2 separate regions of the Macaca mulatta genome follow, and region 2 is linked to region 1. Evidence: chromatin contacts called from public Hi-C data. All regions are on one chromosome and are shown on one strand. The core of a region is the stretch at or near the end of the contact, and the rest is flanking DNA. Distances in the headings are between cores, read along the strand shown.

What was found. Hi-C and Micro-C count contacts between places; a contact is called where the count stands out from the background.
Region 2: a Hi-C map of fetal cortical plate shows a contact between it and region 1, with 2.5 times the contacts expected there. The contact joins two enhancer-like sites. A contact is called at or near these places in 9 of 14 Hi-C or Micro-C datasets (blood, cortical neurons, fetal cortex germinal zone and 5 more).

What each region holds. Positions count from the first base shown.
Region 1 is chr3:98,949,692-98,956,322 of T2T-MMU8v2.0, forward strand. It overlaps CHN2 (chimerin 2), which reads right to left. Exons shown (of 13, transcript NM_001261577.1): 5 at 5,017-5,130; 6 at 2,356-2,641. Among named protein-coding and RNA genes, the nearest start is that of PRR15, 160 kb to the left of the region's middle. Within about 2 kb of position 3,305, at least 3 of the 40 cell types and tissues checked have an H3K27ac peak or open chromatin away from gene starts, as enhancers often do. A contact at or near this core is called in fetal cortical plate, where this site is marked.
Region 2 is chr3:99,416,056-99,422,686 of T2T-MMU8v2.0, forward strand. No RefSeq gene overlaps it. Among named protein-coding and RNA genes, the nearest start is that of TRIL, 23 kb to the left of the region's middle. Within about 2 kb of position 4,111, at least 18 of the 40 cell types and tissues checked have an H3K27ac peak or open chromatin away from gene starts, as enhancers often do. A contact at or near this core is called in fetal cortical plate, where this site is marked.

The sequences.
Region 1 (6,631 bases), core at 2,055-4,554:
CTAACTTAACAAACCTACTAACAAAATGAGTAGCTCCCAGCAAGTGACCAGGCCCAGTGTCCACAGTGTCCCCTGGGACAACCAAACATCACATCATTAGTGTCCAAGAAAATCCACACCACTGACACCTGTCCATCAAACTGCTCAGGGAGTGTGGGTGTCTTCCTGCAATATCTTCTTGATTTACCATTTCCCAGGAAGGTAAATGTCTACTGGGTGCCTCATTCAAAGTGATTATTAATTGGATTACTAATTTCCTCCACCATTTATTTTTGACACATAAATACAAAAGTATCTGCACAAGAGGGCATATTTTGAGTTACAAGTTTCCTGATAGGAATATTGTCCAGATTTTCATATCAGTTTCTGTTGACCAAACTTCCCTCTCGGGGGAGGACAAGAATCTAGAAATATCACTTTCAATATCCAGGATCTCAACTCAGCCCTAACACAGAAGAGACACTCCTCCTGCTCTCCTTTTCCTTGAGATGTTCGAGTGTGCATCCTGCAGTTTGTAACAGATTGCCTTTTTCGTGGCTTTGCTCTCTGATTCAGAAATATAAACACTGCTTCAGAGTTTTATTTTACAATTCATCTTCTGATTTGTCACGGCTGGGAAGGTCGGCTTTCATATCTTCTATTCTAAATTACTTTGGAAGAGATTTTGCATACAGACTAAGGAATGGCTTTTGTCTGGACCAGAACAAACTGAAAGTTGGGACTCAAGTCCTCTCTCTCTTTTGTTAACATGTAAACAATCAGAAACCCCACAATTTCCCAAAGCAATTATTTGGAAAATAATAAACAGGTGCTTTGGAGACACTGGGTTATAAAAAGAAAATGGCAAATTATATTTTCACTGGCCCAGCTGCTGCACTGATGTGATTCTGTGGAAGGTTCTCCTAGGATCTGAAGCTCAATCAGCAAATCAACTGAGATCATCCCTGTCTGCGCCAACGGGACCACGGTGCCACCCCGCCCTCCTCCCTCTCAGGGCTTTCTGATGAAGCCCCTCTGCCAATGCCAGTCCCAAGTCCGTCAGCTCGAGGCTCCTTTGCTTCCCATTGACACTGGACGACAGGAGGCCCGTTCCGGTTTAACTAGGATTAGCGACCACTGGAAGGAGCAGTGTGGCCGGGCTGTACCTCCTATCGGCTTATTTCTATGTGTCCCAGCCCTAGTGTGCCTGAGAAGCCGGGCTCAGCACCGACTCTGCAGGGGCTGACTGGCGTGGCTGGCTATCACTTTCCTTCAGTAGGAAACGGATAGGACCAGGCAAAGCAGATGGTCCCTCAAGGGGCACATCCCAAAAAATCTGCTAGCAAACTCTGGTGGTGCCTTTCAAACACACAGTAACTTACTGGAGAGGAAAATCAGATCTCCCCGGCCACCTCCTGCCACAATCCACCCCCGCCTGCATATGTGCCCACTTAGGAGTTTTTTAAATCCTTGGTGAGGCATAATAACTTTGTCTGGGGCAAAGGACAGCCTGTCTTTCTAAGCTTCCTAGAGATAGCCGCGTTCCCATATCTGTCAGTGAAATGCTCCCATATCTGTCAGTGAAACCTGTTATCTAAGTAAGACCACCTTCAAGAGACCTGACCTGTGGATCATGGGCAGTCACCCAGTCCTAAGAGAAGCAAATACAAATATCACATATTTGGCAGGCTGGGTGGAACTACAGATGGAGCCAGTGACACCTCAAATGGCAACTGAAACCGTGTTTCATCATAACACGCTAATGGAGGTTTTTGGGTTTTTTTTCTTTCAAACTCCAAATAAACCCACAAATGACTTGGTAGAAGTCCTAGGTCTGACTGTATGAATTTGAACAAATCATCAAACATTTCTGGGCTTCACCTGTAAAATGAGGGGCCTGGGCTAGAAGATTTTTTATTTATTTATTTATTTTTGAGACGGAGTCTCGCTCTGACACCCAGGTTGGAGTGCAGTGGCGCGATCTTGTTCACTGCAAGCTCTGCCTCCCGAGTTCACATCATTCTCCTGCCTCAGCCTCCCGAGTAGCTGGGACTACAGGCACCCGCCACCACGCCCGGCTAATTTTTTGTATTTTTAGTAGAGATGGGGTTTCACCGTGTTAGCCAGGATGGTCTCGATCTCCTGACCTCGTGATCTGCCCGTCTCGGCCTCCCAAAGTGCTGGGATTACAGGCGTGAGCCGCCGCGCCCAGCCTGAACTAGATTTCTAAGGTCCCTTTGGCACTAACATTCTAGACTTCTTTGGGTGAGGGTGGCTCTCCTCCAACATTCCAGCAAATCGCACCTATAGTTAACCCGCCTGTTGACTCGGCATGGACTAAAACGAGAAGGGCTGTTTCCATCACACATAGCTCACCTTGTCCACTGCCGTGTGTTCTTCGTGTGTGACGTTTGTTTTTCTTGGTTCGTTTTTAGACTTGCTCAGCTTTCTGGATACTTTTTCTCTGAGTAGGGTGGCATATCCAATGTGTTCGTAGATGGGGTTAGTTGTCATTTTTGAAATGTACTCGGCAGCTTTTGTTTCTATGTACAGTGTTATCAAGCCATCTGTCACCAGATCGTGAATCGACTCAAACCTCTTCTCGCCCACAAAGTGTTTCCCGTCGTGGAAGAGCCTGTAGTTTAAGGTCTGGTTTCCAAACCTGCCCATGACAGAATGAGGGATTACAACCACGTTAGAAATAAGCACAGTGTGGAATGATAATAACAGCAGCTAACGTTTTTTGAATACTTAGTGTAGCCCAGGCATAGGGCTAAGCATTTGATGTGATTATTTTTTCCCCCTAATGATCATAGAGACCCTTTGAGATGGTATAACGGTTATGCCTGTTTTACCGCAAAGGCAACTGACACTTGAAGAGATGGCGGTTCCTGCTTGAGTTTAGATGCCTGGAACAAGGCAGAGGTGGGGCTTAACCCCAGGCCGTCACATGGAGTCGTTTGATCCTAGAAATCACTAAGGTCATTGTCAGTATCCTTCTCATTTGTAAAAGTCAGAGGGTAATGCCTGATTTACAACTATGTTACTTATAAACTTACTTAATGGGAACCAGCTCTCCTCTATACCTGGCAATTACTCTGCAAGGGATGCCCTGCCCCTTGTCCTGATGCCCCTTTATTATCGCATCTTTGCCACCTCCAGCAGAGCACCCCATGCCTTCCACCCTAGTTGGTGCAACAGAAGGGAAGCAATAAGGTGTGCTAAACTCCCTGCTGGAGCCATTGCCAGCATCCCCACAATCTAATCTATAGGTTCCCTCCTCTCTGAGCCCTGGCCTTCCATCTACAGCCCCTGCTTGACTTCCCACTAGAACTGCCAGCTTCTGCTACTGAAGCGCTGGGAAGATAGGCACACCTACAGCGCCTGATATAATAGCTTTTTAAGTTCATCCTCATAATTACATTATTTAAGATACGTTGTAGACATATTGCAACTTGGAAAGTGTCACTGCACAGCCATAATAGGGAGATGGTGCATGGAACACACCATTGTGGGCCTGGGAAGGGCTCCCACGGACACCATTCCCTCTATGGAGAGAGGGTTTTCCAATTCCGAAGAGTTCACAAACGAACTTTTGAAAGACAATTCAGTTCTGAAATTGGATACCTTCCCCAAAACGTACAGGGCTGCGGCGAGGATCAAATGACAGAAAATATTTGATCAAGGTTTGAAAAGTGCCATAAATGTGCTGTCTTTCCTGTGCTGTGATGTTTAATAGTTGTGATTTTGTGGTAAAGGCTCAGTAGAGCCTGTTCTACTGGCTCGTTGGCCTGAAGGGTCATGACTGCCCTCACGACAGGTTCCTGGGATCAACAAGGTGATCCCTGAGAGAACCCCATGAGCAAATGCAGGTCTTTTGAGGTCTGCACGTGCAAGGCCAGGTGAAGAAGCCTTTCCTTCAACATGGGCTGCTGGGAGCTGAGGCAGAGATGCTGTGGCCTCGGCCAGCTAGATGGTGCAGGCAGAAGTGGCTGTAGAAACACTAGCTTTCCAGATGGTTCTCCAGTTTACTGTGTGACCATACTCAGAGTCCCAGTGTCCACACCTACTGATAGCATCTGTGACTGAGGAAATGTATACAACCTCTGATAGACTGCTGGTACTTCAGAAACAAGTGAAGATACCAAGTAAGGAGTAGGGAGGGTAATTGTTTATGGTAGCGGATTTCTGTTTGGGATGATGAGAAAGTTCTGGAAATGGATATGGAGATGTTTGCACAACATTGAGAATGTACTTAATGCCGCTGAATTTTACTTAAAAATGGTAAAAGGAGGCCGGGCGCGGTGGCTCATGCCTGTAATCCCAGCACTTTGGGAGACCGAGGCGGGTGGATCACAAGGTCAGGAGCTCAAGACCATCCTGGCTAACACGATGAAACCCCGTCTCTACTAAAAATATAAAAAATTAGCCAGGCGTAGTGGTAGGCACATGTAGTCCCAGCTACTCGGGAGGCTGAGGCAGGAGAATGGTGTGAACCCAGGAGGCGGAGCTTGCAGTGAACCAAGACCGCGCCACTGCACTCCAGCTTGGGTGACAGGGCAAGACTCTGTCTCAAAAAAAAAAAAAAAGGAAAAAGGAGACCAGATGCAGTGGCTGATGACTGTAATCCCAGGACTCTGGGAGGCTGAGACAGGCAGATGGCTTGAGCCCAGGAGTTCAAGACCAGCCCAGGCAACATGGTGAGACCCCCTTCTCTACAAAAATAAAAAATAAAAATAAAAAAAAGAAAAAAGAAAAAAAATTAGCCAGTCATGTTGGTGTGTGCCTGTGGTCCCAGCTACTCAGGAGGCTAAGGTGGGAGGCACTTGATCCTGGGAGGCAGAGGCTGCAGTGAGCAGTGATTGTACCACTGTACTCCAACGTGGGTGAGAGAGTGGGATCCCCCCCTCATAAAATAAACATGGGAAAAACGATGAATTTTGTGTTATGTATATTCTACTGCAATTCTTAAAAATGGGCAAACATCAGTGAAGCCACTTGTACAGCAATGAAAACAAGGAGTGAAATGCGCCTCACCTGAGAGCCAGCGTGTAGCATCCTGGTTGCCGCTGGCTTTCTCTAAGGATGTAGGCACCCTCCACACCTCCGAGCAGCTCATCCGCCTGCTCCCGAGAGATGATCCCATGAAACCTGAAGGTGCAAGACCATCATTGCTCTGAACAGACCACATACAGAAATAACGACCACAAAGAACTAGCCTTAGAAGGATGGCGGGGGCAGCCAGAATCGACAGCCCCCCAACTGAGTGAAGAGGGGAGTGACTGCTGCACATTTAAGTGACCTGGAACCACCCCTCACACGCTCCAAACACAAGTATTCAAGCAGGCAAACAAAAGGAAGAATGCCCAGTCCACCTGGCTTTCTGCTATTGTCTTTGCTCTCAAGTTGAAAATGAAAGTTGAAACAAAAAGCCAGGTTACTCAACCACCCCCCTGGCCTTTTTTTTAACCATGGGAAATAACAGAAGAGCAATTACCAATTTAGCTCTCAGCTCAGAGAACTATGTGTTATCCTAATTGCAAGTGGACATTTATTGATTAGCAACCGGCTTGCTTCAGTTCAGGGTGGTGGTAATTTTAGAGGCTCATTTTCTGGAAAACAGTAGCGATAATCAACATTCTTCCAGCTGGGTTGGGGAGTGAGGCAGTGCCAAGGGACTCCAAGCTTCTGGGAGAGGAGTAACACCTCTTTCTAGGATTACCCAACCTTGGAGAACTTTGGAGAATAAATCAGGGAATAAATTTTCTGGATGGAGAAAAACTCCTTTACTTTCTTGAAGAGGGGGAAGGGAAGTCAGCTAAACAAGTTTTGTTTTGTATCTTCCTCAGGAATGCAGAGATTAAGTTAGGGTACAAATGGAGAAGGGTAACATTTTTAAAAGTGCCTATCACAATATTTATTTCCTAACTCCCTTTATCCTTAAAAAGTAGACCTTCCAAGCTGAAGCTTCTGTCCAAGGAAAGTGAGATCAGAAGCAGCCCGTGGCTTTGTGCTTCAAAATCGCTTCTTTTTTTTTTTTTTTTTTTTTGAGACGGAGTCTCGCTCTGCCGCCCAGGCTGGAGTGCAGTGGCCGGATCTCAGCTCACTGCAAGCTCCGCCTCCCGGGTTTACGCCATTCTCCTGCCTCAGCCTCCCGAGTAGCTGGGACTACAGGCGCCCGCCACCTCGCCCGGCTATTTTTTTGTATTTTTTAGTAGAGACGGGGTTTCACCGTGTTAGCCGGGATCGTCTCTCGATCTCCTGACCTTGTGATCCGCCCATCTCGGCCTCCCAAAGTGCTGGGATTACAGGCTTGAGCCACCGCGCCCGGCCCAAAATCGCTTCTTAAAAGGTGTACGGCAGTGACGGCCTGGAAAAAACAGGCTTTCTGGCTTCCCAAAGTTTGATTTTAAATCTCAAGAGCTGATGCCTGGAGGTCTTGGAGCAATGCTCTTCGGAGTGAAGATGAACGTTCTGTGCATCCCCAGTTCCGGTGGGAGGGACCGAGGCAGAGCCCAGTCTCAGGGGGTTTAACTGGCCCTGCATAGCAGGTATGGTTTGGAACTGGGAGGCCAGTTTATTGGGGCCTGGAGCAGAGGTGTTGGGGCTTTGACAGTGAGGCCACTGGACCTAGGAACCTTGCGGAGGAGCC
Region 2 (6,631 bases), core at 2,861-5,360, 470 kb after region 1:
TCAGAAAATGAATGAGCAAATACAACCTCCAAATAAAGGGGGACTTGCAGAGGAGATTGTAGTTCTCACTCCCTTGATGTGGGCTATCTTCTGGAAAAAAGGCATGACACTTAGTGTAACTTGTTTAAGAACCATAGTAACAATTTATTAGCCTCTTCTGTTCTTAGAGGGGAAAAATCACAACATAAGGTGTTCAGGTCAACCATTACACAAATCCAGGTATGCCCAGCCCTGTACTAGGCGTCTTGCAGCACCTTATTTAGATGTCATAGTGGTTCGACAGGAAGACATTATTACTACAAATTTTCTAGCAAGTTATGTAACATGCTGAAATAATCACCCACCTGGAAAATAACTGACACGGAATGTGGACCCGAGTTTAGCTGACGCCTAAAACTATGCTAATTCCACTGCAGTGTCATTCGGTATTTCTTAAGTTTGTCTGATGGGACACTCAGGGTGAGGTGAGTACTTGTTAGAAATCTGATCCTGGGTCATGTTGCAGATCCAAGACATCAGAATCTTTTAGAAATGGGTACAGGAATTTGCTCCAGGTGAATCTCATCAGGCAAGTTAGATAAATGCTGCTGTAATGCCTTAAAAAAAAACAAAAAACAAAAATACACAGTAATTCTTAGTGAGGTGTGTGCTAAGAGTCTTTTTTCTTTTTCATAAACTTTTTATTTTGCAATAACTTTAGATTTGCACATAACTTGCAAAAATAATACAATTTCCTTATACTTCCTCTCACCTAATTTCCCCTAATGTTAACCTCTTTAAAAAGCCGTGGTACATTTGTCGTAACTAAGACACTAACATTGGCAAATTACTATTAACTTCACTCCAGATTTTATTCAGCTTCTACCTATATTTACCCTAATGCCCATTTACTGTACCAGGATCCAATCCAGGGTACCACAGTGTGTTTAACAGAGAGACTTTTGGTAGTGCATACGTTCTGAACTAAAGCTAATCATGAGTATACCTAATGGCACAGCAGTCGCACTCCTGTATGTATTTGTAGCAAATGACATGTATGAAAATGTTTACAGCAGCAGCCTTCAGTTGAGATAAAACCCAGACACAACCCATCCATAACAGAATAGATAAATAAAATGTATATTCATGCAATGGAATATTGTGTAGAAATGAGAAGGAATAAACTATTGCCTGTTGTAATAATGAGGATGAATCTTGCAAACACGATGTTGTGGATACGATGCAATGCAAGAAAGAGCAAACACTCTAGGCTTCTACTTACACAAAATTAAGACAGGTGAAACTAAACTATGCTATTTGAAGTCAGAATACACCACACCTTTGGGAGGGGTGGTGACTGAGACAGGCAAGAGATTTTGGGGTGTTGGAATGTTCGATTTCTTGAGCCGGATGCTGGTGCCATAGGTGAGTTCACGCTGTGAAAATTCATCAAACTGTGCACTTCAATATTTGTGCCGTTTTCTGTGTATATTTTATTCTTCTTTAAAATTCATTAAACACAGACTGAAGTGTTTCTGTGGAAAAGCAGCACCGTGGGTTTGGGACAGCAGCTTTAATTTATATCTGAAAACAAATTAGCTTGATGCTGCAAATTGGATACAACGGACTGTGCAGTCACCCTGCACTAGGAAACAAGCATGGCTCCTTGGCTAATTTACAGACACCAGGACATCCTCCTCCACGCAGAAATGTTTGTTGCCATGTGCTTTTAGGGCAGGGTGTGACTTTTACAATAAAAAAGCTTTGCCAGCTGGTGGTGTGAGATGCATCCTTCCTCGTGGAGTGAGGCCATGCTGCTGGGACACATGGAGAGACATGCTGGCCCCAAGCATGAGGAGCAGCCTTTCATGTGCACAGGTGACTACCAGAAGCAGGGTGCAGGCCACCCTTCTTGTCCTGGTGAGAGCTGTGACATCAGGTAGGACACATCACCAAGGACTGGGCATAGTAAGTAGGTGGTCAGATCAAACATCACCTCATAACCCCTCCCTGTCCCAACTGTCTCTGTCACTACTATCCTCTCTCCTTCTGCTCCCCCTACCCAAGCCAGCCTTACACAGCAGCAGCTCCTACCAACCACTAGTTCCACTAACTCTGTTCTCAAATCCCACCCCAGCCCCAACTCTTTCTCATTTAGAGCCCTCTTGTGTCTTTTCTGAAATTTTCCAGTTGTTTCCCAATGCTTCCCTCTACCTGCCTGCTATCTAGAGGTATAAAAGTAGTCCTTTCAAAAACTGAAATGTGCTTGTTTGGATTCTGGGATTAAACTCCATTATCTCCATAGCTGTGAAGACAAAGCTTGCCCCCTTGTACTAGCTATGGTCTGCATGTGTCTCCCAAATTCGTATGTTGAAACTTAACTGCCAATATGATAGTATTAAGAGGTAGGGTCTTTAGGAGGTGCAGAGCCCTCATGAATGGGATTAGCAACCTTATAAAAGAGGTTGAAGGGAGCTCCCAGGACATTTTTGCCCTTCCGTCATGTGAGGACACAGCATTTGAGGCACCAACTTGGATAAAGACAGCAGCCTTCATCAGACACCAACCTGCTGGTGCTTTGAGTTTGGACTTCCCAGCCTCCAGAACTGTGAGAAACAAGTTTCTATTATTTATAAATTACCCAGTCTCAGGGATTTGGTTATAGTAGTACAAATGAACTAAGATAGTACTCAGGTCTCATATGCTCCTTCTAGAATGTTCTCCTCTTAGCCACCAACAAGGCTTGTTCTCTTGCTTCCTATAGAACATGTTTCAAATGTTCAAACTAAAATGCAACCTCCTTATCCTCCTCCTCATGGGTGTAGTTGGCTTTAGTCCTTGTCATATAACATATGCTGTGCGTCACCTGTCTTCTTCAGGACCTTGTTCCACTCTGTGCCAGTGGAATTTCTGCAAAGGCAGGGATTTTTCTCTATCCCAGTTGCTCTCACATTGCTTGGCACATGGTAGGGGCTCGATGTGTTGAATGCACTGTGGAATGAATCTGAGCTTGGCTTACTTCTCCAGGTTTATCTCCCGCCATATCCCTACAAACTCATTGTGCCCCAGTCCCATTGATCCATGAAGTTCCACATCACTCCCCCACAAGGCAGTGCGTGCAGTCCCTTCCTCCCGCAATACCTGTCTCCCCTTTCTACACATGCCAAGCTCGTCTTCATCCTCTGGATTCCACTGGAGCTTCAGCAACTCCATAATGCCTTCCCATGGTGACACATAGTGCATGGACCACGCTAAATGCTACTGGCTTGTTCAGGCCTCAACCTTCCCCGGAGACATTAAGCAACCCCAGGGCCAGACAGGGCCATTGTGTCTTTTCCTCCAGCCTGGTTCTTTAGATGTGTGATGAGAGAATACATAAATGGCATGCCTAAAGACATACAGGCAGTTAGTGGCAAGGAACACACTCGCTTCCAGATATGCTGGTCTTCCATTCATGATACTTCACTTGTTATTTCCGTTAGAGAACTCCTTTGAGAAGACATTCTCACCAACCTTCCTGAAACTCACAATTCCTCAAATTCCTTACATTAATCAAAATGTCATGTGATTAATTACTTTTCATGAAGTGGCTCCTACTGCATAGATTTTAGGCATGAAGATTTCTGTGAGATTTTGAGATGTTTTGAAATTCCTCAAGCAAAAGAAAGATATCCTGGGCAAGCTGAAGGTTATTGTAACCTCAAACCTTTTAGCTGAAAGTTTGAAATGCTCCCCTACTTTCTTTCCTGGATGGGTGGAGCTTTATCAAGGCCTTCATATTCATTTGAAATTGTCTTCTCTTAGAGTCTCAGTCAACGGTGGCTTTGGAGAACTGAGCTCTTTTTCTGGCTTATCTCCAGGCCCTTTGAGGGCTGGTGCCTGCACCCACCTTCTACAGGCAGCCTAAATGCCAAGATCGAGGTTGAACTTAGGTGATGAGGTCTTTTCATTTGCTATCTTCCTTGTTGGTCCTGGCATCTCCTCAGCATAGTGACCAGTTAACACTAAGGGGAAAGCAGATTAGCGTGTGCCCATGGCCACACAAACCCAACCAGATTAGGCAGGGCCCTGTGTCTCCCCCTTCTTCACTCCTCCTCTGCAGCCTGAGGCTGGTTTTCCCTTCCTGCTAGAGAGCTGCTTGTTTTCACTGGTTGCTAAGCAGCATGTAACATGCTGGCAGGGTTTGCAGCGGTCTCTCCTCTCCCAGCAGGCTCTTTGGATTAACCCCGTGTGGAAAAATGGAGTTTCAAAACATGGGGCTGTGTCACAGTCCAGAGAAGCCAGACCCAGAGTTGATAACAAGCCACGCCTTGCTTTGAGGGGCAGGGATTCACATGGGCCCCAGCTCCCAGGCCACTGGCACTTGACTTTGAGTTCTGGCCCCACCCCTTGGTAACTGAGTGACTTCTAGGAAGTAACTGACCCTCTCCAACTAAGTCTTGGTTTTCTCATATGTGAAAGGGTTAGGCCAGGTGTTGTGGCTCATGCCTGTAATCCCAGCACTTTGGGAGGCTAAAGCAGGTGGATCACCTGAGGTCAGGAGTTTGAGACCAGCCTGACCAACATGGCGAAACCCGTCTCTACTAAAAACAAAAAATTAGCTGGGCAAGGTGGTGCATGCCTGTAATCCTAGGTTCTTGGGAGGCTGAGGCAGGAGAATTGCTTAAACCCGGGAGGCAGAGGTGAGCCGAGATTGCGCCATTACACTCCAGCTTGGTTAACAAGAGTGAAACTCTGTCTCAAAAAAACAAAAATAAAAACAAAAAAGAAAGGGGATAATGGTACAATTTCTGCATATGTTGTTCTGAGGATTAAATGAGATAAGTGTGAAAAGTACCCAGCACAGAGTCCATTATGTGGTAGGAACCCAGCACTCACAGTTAGCTGCTGGTCATGCGATTTTCACAGCACTGTCGTGCCTATGATCTGCCTCCACATCACTACAAGGCACCTGGCTAAGGTAACTGTTGATATTTCCATTTTAAAGATGGAAAACACAGGCACAGAGAGGCAAGGGGAGTTGTTCAAAGCTAAACAACTGAACTAGTGTTGGAGTCGGGTTCCCTAATGACTTGTTTCGTGTTTTTTCTACTTTGTCACAGCACCCCAGAGGTACCTAAGTCTCAAGGTTCCTTCCATCCGGACTTTTCTTTGAGGAAGAGAAATCAATTGGAGGCAAGTGAGTCTGTGCACCTTGCTTCCCACTTTGAAACAGTTTCACTTTTGATCATTACTAAATCATCCCCAAGACGAAAATTATGTGTGCATCCATTCTCTGTCTAGCGTAATGGGAATGAACAAATAACATGGACTTCACGTGAGACTATGAGTACTGGACAAGGAAAAATTGGCCTTGAAGTACGTGGTATGAAATCATGCTTCCAATCTATAGAGTGACAGAGCTGTAGGAAAGCTGACCTTCATAAAATCAAAAATAGTGAGAGTTTGTCATACCACCCAGGGAAAAGTAGGTAATTTTAAGTCTTTTTCTCTGGACTCCTAATGACTCTAATTATACTGCTTCTGCTTTTTAGAGTCAGTTAATTCAGCTGGTTGCCAGAAAGGCAGCAAATTTGATCCTTGAAACTAGTTTCACTTTATTCTGTTATAGCCCTGGGCTGCACTTTACCCTAGCCTGGTCCAGGTCTCTTGGGAAACCTGATGAGAAGAGGTGGGGAGTGACTTTCCACTCTTTTGTAGAATCAACTCTAAGACTCTAAGCACTTGGTGGCATTTGAGTATTGCTTTCAAACATTTTTGTTATGTCCTGGACCATTATGTAGTTAATATTTTCTTTAAATTCACTCATTTATAACCTTAAAAGTTTTAAAATACTGTTGTATTAGTCAGGATAGTCTAGGCTTTGTTACAGTAACAAATAAACCCTGATATTGCAAAGGCTTAACACAGCAAAGGTTTGGTTTTCCATATGAACAAAAGTTCAACATCACTGATCATTAGAGAAATGCAAATCAAAACTACAATGAGATACCATCTCACGCCAGTCAGAATGGTGACTGTTCAAAAGTCAAAAAACAATAGATACTGGCAAGGCTGTTGAGAAATAGGAATGTTTTTACACTGTTGGTGGCATGTAAATTAGTTCAACCATTGTAGAAGACAGTGTTGCGATTCCCAAGGATCTAGAACCAGAAATACCTTTTGACCCAGCAATCCCATTTCTTGGCATATACTCAAAGGAATATAAATCATTCTACTATAAAGACACATGCACATGTATGTTTATTGCAGCACTATTTATGATAGCAAAGACTTGGAACCTGCCCAAAAGCCCATCAATGATAGACCGGATAAAGAAAATGTGGCACATACACACCATGGAATACTATGCAGCCATAAAAAGGAATGAGATCATGTCCTCTGCAGGGACATGGATGAAGCTGGAAGACATCATCCTCAGCAAACTAACACAGGAACAGAAAACCAAACACCACATGTTCTTACTCATAAATGGGAGTTGAGCAATGAGAACACATGGACACAGGGAGGGGAGCATCACACACGGGCACCAGTAGGTGGATAGGGGAATGAGAGGAGGGAGAGCACTAGGACAAATAGCTAATGCATCAGGGCTTAAAACCTAGATGACGGGCTGATAGGTGCAGCAAACCACCATGGTGCATGTATACCT